Regions from separate parts of the Drosophila melanogaster genome. Here regions 2 and 3 are each linked to region 1. A link is a contact called in public Hi-C and HiChIP or PLAC-seq data. All regions are on one chromosome and are shown on one strand. Each heading gives the region's core, a stretch centred on a gene start, on an enhancer-like site or on the middle of the called end of the contact. The rest is flanking DNA. Distances are from core to core; before and after follow the strand shown. Region 1 holds the start of CG14629. Region 2 holds the start of CG32812. Region 3 holds the start of CG3638.

Region 1 (3,232 bases), core at 489-2,988:
ATTTGCTTATCGCGCTGCCACGCTCGAAACTGAGTCCAGCCAGCCATTGCCAGCTAAGCCCCATTTCTCCTACTTTCTCCCAATATCTTCCCTTCCCCTCCGGCCATCCAGCCAGCAATCCCTTTGTCTTTGTCTTTGTCTCTGGCGATAAGAGACGCGTTCGAGTGACCCTTCTTCAACCAGCGCAGCTTTAGCTTCTGCTCCGGATTCGGATTCGGATTGTGTTGCTCTCTACAAGTATATTCCACTGTTTCGGTTGCTACAGCTATAGCTTCTGTAGCTGCTGCCGTCCGATAAGCGCAATATGGTGCGACTGCACTGAGAGAAATGAATGCCTGCCAGACGCTGAATATGGAATTTGGAATGTGTGCGAAAATGTGATGATAACGATCAGTGACACGGCTTTAAAGGTTCTTATTATGACGTTGCCTGGCCGTAAATTCAAATTCAAATTCAAATTCTGCTACTAAAGTCAATCAAATTATTGACAGTGGACCTGGGATGACCCCAGTTGCCGTTCATATTTCAGGCTTGTGTTTATGCAGCTTAACACTTTGGGCCCCGCTTCCTTAACCCTCATTCCACAGCCGCCTGCCTTTCCAGATGCCCGGAGTTGAAAAGGGAATCCGTTAAGCGGCTTACGCCGGGCAGCAGTCCGTCCGTCCGTCCGGTGCACAGACTCCGTTCCCGACTTTGCAAAGTTTATTAAACATAATTATAAAATATCAACCAAAAAAAAAAGAGAGAGAGAGAGCGGGGAATGTTAGGCCAGTCGGGCGAGGAAAGTGGCCATTAGCAGGCTCGCAGAGGTCCAGGTGAGATGAAGGGATACGGATGAGCCGGACTGGGATCCACTGGTCAAGGGCAGGGCTCTGCGGTGCTGCAGCTTGACCCTGTCGATGTGGGGCTGGCAGGAGGACTCCTTCCTCACGTATCGAAACATGGACTCCACGATATTGCTGGGAGTGATCGTATCGCACTTCTCCAGCAGACTGACGGTGCACGTCTCGAATGCGTAGAGGTCGACGCACTGCTTCGGACCCAAGACCAGCTGGGGCAGATCCCACTCCGGGCTAATCGACTTGGGCAGATATCCGGCGAAGGAAGAGTTCAGGCAATTGGCGATGCCTTCGCGACTCTGCTGCAGGCACTCCGGGCCCTCTTCGGCGATAAAGAGCGCAATCTGGTCTCCGTTCTTGTAGCATATGAACTCCAGCAGCTTGTCCGCAATCCTCTGCAGCACCGCGTTGTGGGTCTTCTCATCGGTGGTCAGGCAGGGCAGGATCGCGTCGTTGAAGTTCTTCAGACAGGTCTTGGCCTGCGGCAATCGGAGGCAATACTTCTCGAAGACCACGTCCAGGTCGCCCTTGGGACTCGCCTCCTCGATCTCCGCCTGGATCTCCGTCATATTGGCCAATCCGGAGAGGCATTCTGCGAGGTGAATGCCCGCATCCTCGATGGACTTGCTCAGGGCAGAGGCGTTAACAGATCCTTTCGGCAAATGGTCATTGGCCTTCTCGCACTTCGACTGCAGCCACTTTTGGAAGTCGGCCAAGGTCACATTGGTGTTTTGCAGGCCTTGGGGCAGATAGTTTGACCTTAGCTGGTCCACATCCACGTTCTCCAGCAGCGACGGATCCAGGGAACCAGCCAAATCCACAGATCCAAGCACGGCGTGAACCGCGAAGGCCAGTAAAAGCGGACAAAGCGACCAGCTCGACATTCTCGCACTAACTGGCTGCAAAGTGCTGAGAGTCGGAGCTCGCAGCCGCGGTTTCTTATCTCCACGATGTGGGGTGGTGTAGTGTGCTGCGCCGCTGGGGCGACGGAGGGGTCAATGTCTGAGATTAGGGCGCCCCACAAAGCCAATCGCCCGCCTTATTCGTGTATCGGTAATCAGTCGGGTGTTTACTCATAACCATCGACACAGTACGAGTATGCCGTCCGTATGAAAAACCAATGTGGCAGGAAACTGAGAATGTGAAATCTGTATCGGTATCGGAACTATACACAAACTAGAGCATCACAGCAAGCACACATTTTAGTAGGGTGCTACCCAAACGAACGAAATAAAGTTCTTTTGATTTAGTCCAATGTGTAACATTACACACTTAAGTTGCAATGGACCAAACACAGTTAAGTTGCAATGGACCAATCACCCAATAAAAGTCTCGGCGCTGTCTGGCCCAAAACGGCTTAAGTTGCGATTATAGCTCGATTTTATTGATTACGTTTGATGTGCGCCCCTAAGATGATAAACCTGTCTGCAGTTCAAATAGGGCCATTGATAATAAGTTGAAACTAAGGCAAATCGTAATTGGTTTCGCTGTTATCAAGGGATTAATTTCGGGCACTATACATTAAGACTTTCCCGCTTCGAAAGAGCGTGAGATCGAGTAAGTAATCGAGGCATTCGAGCTGATAGCAATTTAAAAGTCGTTGGTGCGCGATAAGCCGTATCGTCTTTCTTATCTTGATCGCATGGGATTATCGTTGAATCATGTTCAGTAAGCCTAATTAGATGATTATATATATAGAATCTTAACATTTAGCAGCTGCTAGCGAATATCTTGGCTATCTATTGCTACTAAAATCACTCGAAAATGCTCATTAATACATTTTCTACACGGATCAAGCTTCATTCAAAAGTCTTCCTCTGCAGCCACCATGCCACCCACTATGCGGGGTAGAAATATAACAACACTTGCAGCAGCACGACCATCCAAAGAACACCGACAGCAACTAAAAACGGGAGCAGCGAGCAAGAAAGTAACAATTTATCTTCGTTTGTTGCGGAAGTTGCAAGCGCAATAAACAACATCGGAAAGGGGCGGCTGGCGGGAGGGGCGTGGCTTGGCGAGGCGAGCATAGGGTGCCTGGCACAGCGAATTTTCGGTTAAAAATTATACCGAAAATTGCAGCTAGCGGAGCTAAAGCCAAAGCGGCAAAAAACGGGGGAATTCAGTGCAAATTGAAATGAAGCGCGTGGCAGGGATTCCTAAAAAATGAGCACAATTAATTGCTGCTCACTGTTTCGCTTGTGGGCGTGGCCAGGGGCAGCACTTAGTCGGCGGCAGGCAGTGGGCGGCAAGGGGCGTCGCACAATTAGTTGGCTGCAATGTGCTAGCATTTCTGCATTTGTCCAAGGTAGCAACAAATGCTGCCAACGTGCAGACGGATATTCCTCTGCTGATTCGGGATAATTAATCTATCAATTTCGTACTAATTAAAC
Region 2 (3,232 bases), core at 357-2,856, 240 kb before region 1:
CCTTTGTAACTTAAATGTAAGGACTTAAATTATATTTGCTCAATTTGGACTACAATTTTCCTAGTACCCACACCGATAAAGGAGGATTCCCTGATTCCTATCTCACTGGATGGAAGTGAATGGTATATTGAAAACACAAACACAACATGTGAGTGTTTTGGCGTGTGGTGCTTTACGGGCCTGAGCCAACTGGCAGTACCATCTCGGCATCGGCCTCGTCATCGTCCTCCAGCCACTTGGCGATCGACAGCCGTCTGTCGACGTCCACACTAAACAGGCGCTTCTCGAACTCCCCATATGAGATATGGTCGCAGCAGAAGCCAAAGGCCTGATGCTCTAAAAGTTGCAACTCGGCCTCCACCTCAGGCAAACGGTTCTCGGAAAGCCCCTCCTGACGTTCCTGATCCTGTTGCTGACTCCAGGCCAGATTGACAATGCTGCGCATGATCTGGCGGAAGTCGGAGCGTGTGATGCAGCCGCTGCGCCTCGTGTCAAACATCTTGGACAGGAGTTGAAGCTTCTGAACACGCCCGTCGCGCCGCCTCACTGAACCGCGTCCAAACTGTGGCACCAAAATGGTGGAGCAAGTGTCCACGAACTGCTTGAAACCGATACGCGCGCTGGGGTCACGGCTGGGGAAGAAGCCGTCGATGATCTGGCGGTGAAGCGGGTTGAGGGATAGCTGCGGAATGCGCAGCAAGTCGGTGGGCGTCAAATAGCCGCGCTGGTGGCGATCCAGGCTGCGGAACCGCGTGTGCAGCTGCTCTAGCTGCTCTGCGGACAGCCCTGTGGCCTGCTGGTGGTCACACAGTTGGACGGGGTTGAGCTGACGACTTCCTACCGAGCCCATGCCGGTTTGGTTTCAATTACTCGATGAGTTTCCGTTTCGGGACTTACAAGTATTCTGAACGTTTTGAAGTTAAAAGACGTACTGCTAACAGCAAACACGAAGATAACTCACCTCAATCGGAATTCTGATCCCAGTGCTGTTTTAAACGAATCCGTGATATCTTGAAACTGCTTCTAATTGGTAAGGAGCATGCCATTGTGATGCAGGGAGTACATATGGAATCTGTATCCATGGCGGAGGTCCAGCGGGTGGCACTGCCGACATCTATTTGTGCGCCTGACCTTGGGGCAAAAGAAATCGGAATAGTGGAAAACAGCTCTCTTGGCATTATTTCTGTGTCATTTTCATTTGTTGACTTTTGCAAAATGCCGCATAAATCAAAACGGGCGCTGTCAAGGCCACAGGTTGCTGGCATACGAGTAGGAGAGGGGCAAGGGCGGTGGCCAGCTACTTCCGCGCCATCGTCGTCGTCGCCTCTGACGCACTATAACAAAAGTGCTATATCTTCCGACCCCTCCCCAACCGCCCACGTCACCTGATGCCCCGCTCCAGGGGCGACGGAGACGCCACAGTGCGTGCGCCTTGGCCAGCTGCCAGTTGACGAGACTCCGCCAACCCTCCCTGGTGTCCAACCAAACTAATTGGCCCGCTTTCGTTGCGTGCCTGTCCGCTGGCAAGGTTGGAGGGCAAGGTAAAGTGTTCGTTAAACGGACAAGGCAGGACTTTGACGGCTAACAAGCCTAGCAGACACTACTTCTCCAAATGCAAAAGTAATTTTCAACTTGCTTACTCCCAAATGCTTTAGAAGTCGATGTTTGTCGCATTGTTGACTGGATCGGCTGGATGACAAACGCCGTACCTTCGACACTCGCCACAACCAATGGAGACATGCTTAGTGGAGACTTGAAGAAGGAAGGGACTGTTCGTTCGAACGTAGCTGATATTTCGGACACGAACCACAACGTTTCAGCTGCAGGAGACCCAACGCCCATTTCGCATTCTACTCGTTAGTTGGAGCTTTGCGCGGTGGAACCAACGTAACCCACGCTGATTCAGATCGCATTCACAACCCCTGGGGCTTGATGACAAATAAATACAAATAGCTATGGCCATAGTTATAGCCATTGCAATTACCCCGACCTCTGCGGCTATGATTGAACATACAAATTACGAATATGCTTTGCATATAGAATCGCGCGATCCAACCGGAGCTAAAAATACGTACGAGTACAGAAAAACTGTTACATTTGACGACCGCCAATTCCACTTGCAGCTGAGTAATGCGCCGAAATGTGTATGAAAAGCGTTTTTCGTCTGAATGTTTTGAGGGAAAACAAAATCATATACGTGTATATGCGAGAGGAAAAAAAGAAATAATGAAAAATGCGCGGCCACATGCCGCCGGCTGTCCGCTGGCCCCATCCGCCGGATTCCTCTCCCCGAGGCACAGAGCAAAATCGACGAAATGCTCGGCGAGTGTCAAAAACGCGTCAAGATCAAAGCGGGCACGAAATTTCACCGCCCAGTTGCCAAATGCAATAATAAATTGGCCACACTAGCCAGCAAGAACAACAACATTAGCCAGTATCGAATACTCACAATACAATGGGGGTCGCAACTTTAGCTCCCCACAGTAGAAGTATGTAGATACATATGTATGTACTTCTTGTCCTAGTTGTGTTGTCCTCTTCCCAGTGTGGTTGGAGTCTTCACTGCAGCTTACGACGATCCGCGGGTTGGTGTCCCGACTAACCGCAATATCTCGTTTAACTTGCTCATCATTTTGGACGCTATAATTTCCACCCTGCCTGTCTGCAGAAGTGCTCTCCTTTCTTTGGCGCTCGAAATGCATAAAAAGTGTTTTGTTTGTTCAACATTTTGCGGCCCACTGCTGCCATATGTCCGAGGCCCGCTGTTCGCCATTCGAGTGAGTCAGGCTGAATTGGATGGATTGGATGGATTGAATTCGACTTGCTGTTGCCATAACCGCGGCATAATGAGACACATTTAATGCATTTAAATGAACTCGATTACCGAGCGGGGGTTGCAGTGCATGCCTGAAGGACGACGCTTTCCATATGGCGTCTCTGACAGCGCGACGTTGAGTTTCCAAGGATCTGGATGCACTGCCTCAAATGAAATGGATCGCATTCGCGTTGCCCTTGCAATACCACGGCAACATGGATTTCTTTTAATCCCAGCGGCCGAAGGCTCAATCTCCTGACACTCGCGATCGAAACAACTAATGGCCCAGGGGCTGGGCACCCTACCCCAGGTCCCAGAGGAGCAAGATAGATTACGTTGCCTCTTGCTCATGTTTATGCTCCACCACCCAAGCCTCCAAATCTGAGGGCGAAAACAGAAACAATAATAATACAATAA
Region 3 (3,232 bases), core at 430-2,929, 190 kb before region 1:
ATCAAGCTCCTGTGTCAACGGCGAGGAGTCTGATCCTCCAAAGATTGGCAAGCGAGCAAAAGCTGAAAGAGAAAACCAAGTCGGTCAAAAGAAGAGTGGAAGACATCAATAAGGAAGATAAAGCGGAGGAGTTGCAAGAACAGCAGAAGCCAACGAAGAAGCCGGTCGAGGAAGTAGCTCCTTCGCCAATCAGACCATTGCTGGCATTTCTGGAAACCCTCACCAGCAATGCTGAGGATGGCAGAATTTTGGTGGATCCCGTGGGGGGAACCTTGAAGTACATACTCCTCGACCCCGCCGAGCAATTCGCCGACATCGTTGCAGAAGCCAGAGCGGTAAGCTACGCAAATCCATGCTATATATGTATGCACCTTTTAATCACAGTGCAATGCTCGATAGATTGTGATCGCTGGCGGAACCATGCAGCCCACTAAGGAGCTGAAGGAGCAGCTATTTACCGGTTGCCATGATCGTTTGGTCGAGCGTTTCTACAACCACGTGGTGGCGAATGACGCGATCTTGCCCTTTGTGATATCCAATGGCCCCAGCGGTGCTCCGCTGTCTTTTAAGTTTGCTCATAGAGGCAGTGCAGAAATGGTGAGTCCCTTTTGATATGTCTTCCATATTTGCTCCCTTATTGATGGCTCCACTGCAGCTCCGGGAGCTCTCAATGATTCTTCGGAATCTGTGCCAAGTGGTGCCGGGCGGAGTAGTTTGCTTCCTGCCGTCCTACGAGTATTTAGACAAGGTCTACAAGTACCTGGAGCAGTCCGGCACCCTCGAGACGATTAGCGGCAGGAAAAGCGTGTTTCGTGAGGTCTCCGGATCGGCCGAGCAGCTCCTGGACAACTATGCGCTGGCCATTAAGAGACCTGCTTCGTATGGAGCCCTCCTCCTGAGTGTCGTGGGAGGAAAGCTCTCCGAAGGCCTGAACTTCGCTGACGATCTGGGCAGAGCAGTGCTCGTAGTGGGCCTGCCGTATTCCAACAGCCTGTCGCCGGAGCTGCGCCAGCGAATGCAGCACCTGGACGAGAAACTGGGACCGGGCGCAGGCAACGAATACTACGAGAATCTCTGCGTAAAGGCTGTCAACCAGTGCATAGGACGGGCAGTGCGCCACATCAAGGACTATGCCTGCGTATATCTGCTGGATAAGCGTTTTGCGGATCCGAAGATACGCGGCAAACTGCCGAAGTGGATTTCCCGCCACATCGTGGAGGCGAACGCCGCGAATGGAGGCTTTGGAGCCGTGCAAGGACGCACGGCTAGGTTCTTCAAGGGCAGATGAGCCTTGGGTACACCTTCTTCCATAAAGATCTTAATTGTATTTTAGCTTTAATTCTTAGCTATAGTATCAATATACTAGATTGTAATTGTATTTTAGCTTTAATTCTTAGCTATAGTATAGTATATTGAAGTCTTTATTTTTTCTTATAAAAATAGCATTTGTAGGCCATTGTAAATGGTTAAATAAAGTGCATAGCAATTTTAATTATTTCGAAGAGGAACAGTAGAGCCATCTGTTGAGAAAATAATTATTGGTGCTCAAAATTTTGCATAGTGCATTTTTTGGTTCGAGCAGCGGCTAAGCACTTTGCCGAGAAACGAATCAGGGCTGCAGGTGTACATGGACAAGTATTCGATTTTTGCCACCTCTCTGCCATCATCGATAGTATTCGATAGGCATCGATTTTATTTCCAGCTCTAGCAGAACTGCGTTTTTTCCCCGTGTTTTCGTTGTTCTCGTGTTTTAGGCCCAGAAGTTCTTGTGCGAATGAACATGTAAAGCCGAACCGATTTGTGCGGTGGATCGGGGACTAAAGATTCGAGCTGTGCGAGGGCTTCAAAGCGAATTGACGGCGTCGTGCAAGGCATCGAAAACGAAAACCTTCGAAGCACTCGTTCTTCGTGTGTGTGTGTGAGTGCAGTGTGTGTTTTCTCTGTATGCCGTTATGTTGTTTACCTATTTTTTGTTTTAAATAAAAAGTCTTGCGGCGAAGCAAGTTTGAGTTTGGTACTCCTTTTACAGCCACTCGATTTTTTAACCCACACACAACCACCCCCACCCCCACGCATTGATAAGCGAGTATGCTTGTTTGTCTTTTATCATTAATGCTACAAAAAAGCGACCGAGAAGCAAGTCGGCGCTATTGAACAAATGTCCAATAAAAGGGGCAACGTACCCAGTGAATCTGCCAGTGTGCGGTTGAAATTATATAAATTAAAGCCATTCTAACAGAAGAAGCAGTCAAGATTGGCTAGATTCTAGAGCTAAGCTCCCGTTTATTCAGACACGCATTCACTAGCAATACAGGTTGTTGCTAAATGTAATTTTAATAGCGCATCATAGAGCTGAATATCTAATGCTCCACCCCCCCGGTGACCCACCATTTAGTGGTTATTCTTGTTAGTTGCTGTCGCCATTGTGTTTGTCTCCACTCCACTGGCAAACTCGTTTTGCTTGACTTTGATGGAAGCAGAGAATGAAAAAAAAACACAAAAGAGGAAGGCAACTGGCACACATTTAAAACTGAAAAATCAGCAGAAAGAGCTTCGAGTCGAAAACCAGCTTGCAGTTGCACTTTGGAAGTTGATTTTGGAGTTGGGTGCAAGTGAGTGCGATATCGTTATCGATAGCTTTTCCTTCAGCTTGTTTACTTCTCGGACTCCGTATCTATTCTACAACTGTCCATTTGCGCCTCCTCTTTATCGTGTTCTTTTCATTCCCCATTATCCAGAGTAGAGAATACCCTTCCATCCAATGCAACGGCGTATGCATACGAAAGCCACTGCTGATTTATCATATATATATTTCTGCTTTCTTCCAGAGCAAAGTAATTGCATCGCATGATAGCCGTTAGTTGTCCGTGGACATGTTTCTTCTAAATACATTCTACATTATGTGCAGGGTATCCAGAAGTCGCCATCACCTTGTTCGTAAGCCACTCTTTTCTCTCTGAGCAGAATGAGCGGCGCAGGTCCCTTCTTTGTTAGTGATGGCAATTTGTAGGAGAGCAAGACATGCCTATTACAGTTGAAAATCGAAATTAAATATAAATATAAATTCTAGTATTATATTAATAATTTTACCATGAGCTGCACAAATTCCTCTTAGATATGTTGAACTGAATATTAGCTAGAATATAACGAATCCCTCGCCTATCAAAAGTTAATGCATTGCATGTTAAAACTGAGTTGACGCAACTGTGCTCTCCCTACGCTCTCTCTCTCT

What was found. Hi-C and Micro-C count contacts between places; a contact is called where the count stands out from the background. HiChIP or PLAC-seq counts read pairs in DNA pulled down with a chosen protein or histone mark.
Region 2: a contact with region 1 is called in a Hi-C map of the Kc167 cell line, with 3 times the contacts expected there. The contact joins the promoter of CG32812 here to the promoter of CG14629 in region 1. A contact is called at or near these places in 5 of 107 Hi-C or Micro-C datasets (the Kc167 cell line, the S2 cell line, embryo and 1 more) and 1 of 6 datasets of contacts at active chromatin or transcription factors (the Kc167 cell line).
Region 3: an H3K27ac HiChIP or PLAC-seq map of the Kc167 cell line shows a contact between it and region 1, with 2.3 times the contacts expected there. The contact joins the promoter of CG3638 here to the promoter of CG14629 in region 1. A contact is called at or near these places in 8 of 107 Hi-C or Micro-C datasets (the D17-c3 cell line, the Kc167 cell line, the OSC cell line and 2 more) and 1 of 6 datasets of contacts at active chromatin or transcription factors (the Kc167 cell line).

Annotation. Positions count from the first base shown.
Region 1 is chrX:1,050,031-1,053,262 of dm6, reverse strand. It overlaps CG14629, which reads right to left and starts at 1,738. Exons shown (of 1, transcript NM_130525.4): 1 at 632-1,738. The coding sequence starts at 1,723. The coding sequence ends at 764. The region is part of intron 1 of lncRNA:CR44779 (long non-coding RNA:CR44779); the gene reads right to left.
Region 2 is chrX:1,285,664-1,288,895 of dm6, reverse strand. CG32812 reads right to left here and starts at 1,606. Exons shown (of 2, transcript NM_130543.4): 1 at 962-1,606; 2 at 1-904. The coding sequence starts at 850. The coding sequence ends at 173.
Region 3 is chrX:1,235,131-1,238,362 of dm6, reverse strand. CG3638 reads left to right here and starts at 1,679. Exons shown (of 11, transcript NM_166874.3): 1 at 1,679-1,918. CG11403 reads left to right here. Exons shown (of 3, transcript NM_130542.4): 1 at 1-335; 2 at 400-597; 3 at 656-1,490. The coding sequence ends at 1,288.